Linked DNA regions of Zea mays: region 1 is linked to region 2. The links are chromatin contacts, called in public Hi-C maps. All regions are on one chromosome and are shown on one strand. Each heading gives the region's core, a stretch centred on a gene start, on an enhancer-like site or on the middle of the called end of the contact. The rest is flanking DNA. Distances are from core to core; before and after follow the strand shown. Region 1 has its middle 37 kb from the start of LOC100272654. Region 2 holds the start of LOC100282762.

Region 1 (2,700 bases), core at 130-2,629, 110 kb before region 2:
AGGCGAAGTGCACCTCGGGCTCATCAGCAAGGTACTACACCTGATCGTTGCACCACCGGATACGCTACCCCTCTACATACGTCATGTTCGAGGACACTCACACAACGTCAGCAATGACCGTCATTCCAGCGCACAAGAATTCATGGCCAGTCAATAGCGACTTACATGGCAGGTTGGGCTTCAGATGGACGATGAGCTGGACGGCGTGATGACGCCGTCGCTGGATGTGATGCCCAGAACAACCCGAGAGTCGCCGACGTTGGCAACGACCATGAGGTCTCCTGCTTGACGATGGACAACGCGGTGCAACCGCTCTGGACCGCGTACAAGCAGCGGCTGCGTCAGAGCTTGTCATACACAGCGGCTCATGTGACCACGTAGGACTGCTTCCAGAGGTCGAACTGGCAGTTATCAAACTTCTTCTCGTCGTCGATGAGCGACGCCAACACGAGCGCCTCCTGCTAGTGGTGTTTGTTCGGGGTTTCCAAACAAGAAACATGGATTCATCCTTGGCGTTGGTTTATGAAAATAACTCACAAGTCAGATCCATGAAAAAAATATTACGGAGAATTAATGCCACACATGCAAAAAAAGGAATTTAAGTTGAAAACATTGTTCAAACAAAATAAATTGCATGCAAGGCTCTTCTTTAAATACTACTCACTCCATCCAAAAATATAATTCAAGAATATCGGTGATACTTATCTGTACTACGCATTATTGTGCAAGGGTAGCAAGTGGGTTTGGGGAGAGATATAGTAGATGTTTTTTCTGTCATAGATGTAGACATAAACACATATATGTTGTAGCGGTAGCTACTGCTCGCAGCCTTTTCTTTCCTATAATGTAATTTATTGCCTAAAATATATGATTTATAGTTTAACTACTGGATCTTAATTTATTTTTAGTGTCCTAAACACTTTAAATGATATATTATTTTAATTTTTTGGACATTATTTTGAGGCATCTGGTTGGAGATGCTCCCTCTAGCCTATGCATAAAATGATTTCTAGAGAAGGCTCGAGTTAGCCTTTAAAGTCTATATTTTTTAAAAAAAAGGATGACCACTTATTTCTCAAGATGGTTTAGTAAGGGCGACTCGCACAGTCGTTTCTGTAGTAGCTCACGAGCCGGATATGCACGAGAAAGTCACCTAGAACGTAGAACGTCTTCCTCACATGATGTCGATAGGGAAAAAATGATGATTTATTGGTGGTTTTGACGAATTTTCACCAATTTTTGTGGCAGATTCTTAGCAGATGGTGTGGTAAACTTTAGAGGCGCACGAAAGGGGCAGTGGGATCCACCACCCATACCAGTCTCTCTGTCACAACAAAACCATATCCTTCGCGAAATCGAGGCAGGTGCTCCTGCTCCCAAATGGGACAGCATAGGACATCAACGTCATGCCCATCCCTGCGGTCCAATGGCAGAAGGTGGCCGGGGTAGTCTTTCATGATCCAAAGCATGTCGATTGCCTTGCCAATTGCACGGCCAGTCGGCCAGATCTTGTGACTGATGTCCATGTCACTGGCGTGGACACGCTTTTCCCCCCAAATTTTACTAACTAAATACAGGTTTAATAAAAAAATAACAAACTAAAATATGAGCTGCAGACGTCACATTGCAAATATGACGAACAATATTCGATATTGCGTAATGTCGACATGAGGTCGACTAAATAATTAAAACTTTAAACTTTTATAGAGGAAAAGAGAATGCTATAAGCATGCACATTTTTAGAAATGAAGGAATACAACGTCTGGACAGAAAAGAATGAAAAAACCAAATTTCTAACCTGTCTGCCTGTGGGGGCGTGTTTATCCACTTGATTCATTATTTGTCCTATGTACCTTTTTCCCACCGTCTTTTTCTTCACGTGTACTATACATCCCACTTAGGGCTAGTTTGGGAACTCTATTTTTCTAAGAGATTACTATTTTTTAAGGTAAAATGAACTAATTTCCCTTGAAAAATGAAAATCTTTTAGAAAAATATGGTTCTCAAACTAGCCCTTATGACACGAATAAATCACGGAGAATTCCAGCGAACTATATTTTGTGAAGATTGAATGACAGGACACTTGTCGATGTGTGAGGGATAGTAGGCTGCTAATAATTAACTCCTCACATCTAAATAGGTCTAGCTAACAGTTTAGCTAATTATTAGCTAAATATCTAATTAATAACTATTTTACTAGTTGGATAAACTAGCTAATTAATAACATAATAATTGTTATAACATATTAGCCAACTAACGGACGGGAGTCTAGCCTAAGGTATGTTAAGGTAGTGTTTGGTTCTGGGGTTAGTTATACGGAATGACTTTACTCTAGTTTCTGGTAATGAAATAAGTGTCCCGTGTTTGGAAGATAGAATGACTCCAACCTGTTCTATGGGCGAAAAGGTTCAATAGTTTTTGGGAGCGATGAGATTCAGTATGTTAGGAGAATATTCTCTTTTTGGAGCGGCTTTGTTTCCGGCTTCGCTCAACCAAAGAGTACTAAAGGTAGAACATAGTTGATTCGTTCCATACTTTCTTGAACCAAACACTTCCTAGGTCCTCGAGATAAGGACACAACAATTTTATCAAAACCTTGACTAGGCCCTTGGATCAGTCATGGGCTCAAGTGATATATCCATCAGATATGCTCACATGCACCCTCTTGCAAATAAAGAACGGCTCAACAGCTCTTGGAGG
Region 2 (2,700 bases), core at 48-2,547:
TTTGAAGAACTTCGGAAGATGAAGGCCCCCAACATAAGTATTTTAATGCTATCTCCAATAGATCTCTTGTCTTATCTCCTAATAATCTCTTATTTAAGCTTCACTTTATAAACAGTGCCATCTATAGTTTTTGTCGCTTGTTTACAGCTTAACATCCACGCTAGTACACAACCGGCGTCGCTCCACTCGATGCCCGCCACGTGCCTCTCTTGCGCTTAGCCTACACATCGCGACAATGGAGCTTAGGGGGTGTAAACGGTATGAATATTACCCGAGCATCCATCCGTCCGAAGAAGCTAATTATCCGTCTGGATAGTTTTTCTCGGATATCCGCATATTTTTCGGATTTCAGATTCAAATTCGGATAATACAATTCAGATATTGGATACAGATATGAGATGACTGATATCCGTCAGATTTCGGATATCCGGATATCTTCTCGGATACCTATCTGGATTTCAGATTTCGGATATCCGGACATCTTCCCAGATATCTTACTAGATTTCAGATTTTGGATATTCGGATAATTACATGTGGAATCGCCCTAAATATTCAAGTTTCAACATAATCAATACTTCATTTTATCATTTTCATATGGGGACTTGATGTTATGTTCTTATATAATGTCTATTGGTCCTGGTAACCTATTTTTAATTTTCGGTCGACAGTGGAATATTTTATGAATTTAATTGAATTTTGATAATTTTTTTGTAGAAATAATAATAATAATAATAATAATAATAATACACAAATAGTCTCAGAAATTCATGAAATTTGACGGAGGGGCAATATATGCCCATATAGCATCCTCAAAAATGTTTTGGCCATAAAATCCAAAGATTGTCATCGTTTCTTTCAATTCACTTTCACTTGTTGCGTGAGTTACATGTGAAATCACCTTAAGTATTCGAATTTTAACATAATCAATACTTCACTTTATCATTTTCACATGTGGAGGTGCAGTTATTTTCTTATATGATGTTTATTAGTTTTGGTAATTTATTTACCATTTTCGGTCGACATTAGAATATTTTATGGATTTAATTGCATTTTGATGATTTTCTACTGAAAGAAAATAATAATATACAAATAGCCTAAAAAATTAATGAAATGGTGTCTTACACGATATCCGACAAAAATATTCGTTACCGACGCTATCCGTGTCTGACTAGCTCCGTATTCGACTCACAACTATCCGTTTATATTAAGAACATTCATATTTGTATTCGTATTCGAAACTATCCGTATTCGAATTAAATCCGAATAAAAATACGAAAACAAATATAATTTCATCGAAGTCTACCTAGTGGAGCTCCAGCGCCTCGTCACCACTGTCCACTCCCGCCTGCCTCCCACCGATCCGAACCTGCCCCTTTCACTAATGCTGAGGGTCTATCTGTCGCGACCCCACGGGACAGCGAGAGTATCTAGGTCGGCCCCGAGCGCCACGCGCTGGTTTTCTAGCCTGCAGCTTTCGGATTGTTTCGCCTTTAACTTCGCTTCCCCGTGCGCTCTCGTCGTCTTCGCGAGGTCGAAATCCCCAAGGCGAGGCGTTGAAACCCTTAACCCTCTTCCACCTCGAAGCGGCGCGAGGAGGGAGAGTGTGAGTGGACTCAGGAGGCGGCGGGCGAAATGAAGCTTAACGTCAAGACCCTCAAGGGCACCAACTTCGAGATCGAGGCGAGCCCCGATGCGTCGGTACGGCCCCCTTTCCATCCTTCTGATTTCAATCCGAGCGATTCCGTGCAATTCTCGGCCGTTTCACTCGATTCCGGTGCGACTCCGTACGATATCGCGGTGGTCTGGTTCAGTGATTGCGCGTCCGGCCGGTGGTAGCGCAGAGGGCTTTGATCTGAATCTAGGGTTTTTGTTTTGGGGTCGTCCAGTCGGCGGGCGATGGGCCCCGCTGCTTCTGGTTCTCTGAATTATGAGCTTCAGTTTCTCACATGGGACATGGTCTAGGGTTTGTCGTTGGTTGGAGTTTGGGTGCTGTGGTTGTGGTAGGGTGCGTTCGTTGTAATCATCACAGTAATGCTGCTCGGTTGCTGTACAGACGGATGTTTCACCATTTCGTGGTGTTCGATTTATGTTGTTCGGCAACGTCTCTAGTCGTGCAGCCTACTCACTGCTTGTATTTTCAGGTTGCTGAGGTGAAGAGGATCATCGAAACTACTCAGGGTCAGAGTACCTACCCAGCAGACCAGCAAATGCTCATATACCAAGGGAAAATTCTGAAGGATGAGACCACTTTGGAAAGCAACGGAGTTGCTGAGAACAGCTTCCTTGTTATAATGCTGTCCAAGGTATTTGATGTTCTCTGGCTTATCCCATCAGCAATGTATTCAATATTCTGGTTCTTAACTGTAAAGTGTGATCGGTTTGTTTGTAAATCATGCCATATTTGAGTGTTTTAGGTTGGTTGTGTTAATTTCATTTTCACACCTATTTTTACTCCCACTGTTATTGCTACATGGATGGATTATTAGTAAAATATTAGTTGTTATGATTATTCACTGCCTTATGGTGTTCATACGTTACCTATAATAGCTTGTTGTCTTGTTTACTTCTGCTAGTGTTCTAGATGGTGCAGTCATTTGCCTGAGATGTGGCATTGTGACTGGTTTCTTTGACGATTTGCATGTAAATTGTAAAATTATGTCTTCTTTGAATGTCCCGCAAAGTGTTGTTTGATCGCCTCAA

Evidence for each region. Hi-C and Micro-C count contacts between places; a contact is called where the count stands out from the background.
Region 1: a Hi-C map of leaf shows a contact between it and region 2, with 6 times the contacts expected there. The contact joins the enhancer-like site here to the promoter of LOC100282762 in region 2. A contact is called at or near these places in 5 of 25 Hi-C or Micro-C datasets (bundle sheath and leaf).

The regions. Positions count from the first base shown.
Region 1 is chr6:128,248,025-128,250,724 of Zm-B73-REFERENCE-NAM-5.0, reverse strand. No RefSeq gene overlaps it. Among protein-coding and RNA genes, the nearest start is that of LOC100272654, 37 kb to the left of the region's middle. Within about 2 kb of position 1,379, at least 16 of the 20 cell types and tissues checked have an H3K27ac peak or open chromatin away from gene starts, as enhancers often do. A contact at or near this core is called in bundle sheath and leaf, where this site is marked.
Region 2 is chr6:128,134,745-128,137,444 of Zm-B73-REFERENCE-NAM-5.0, reverse strand. It overlaps LOC100282762, which reads left to right and starts at 1,297. Exons shown (of 12, transcript NM_001155668.2): 1 at 1,297-1,698; 2 at 2,142-2,303. The coding sequence starts at 1,633.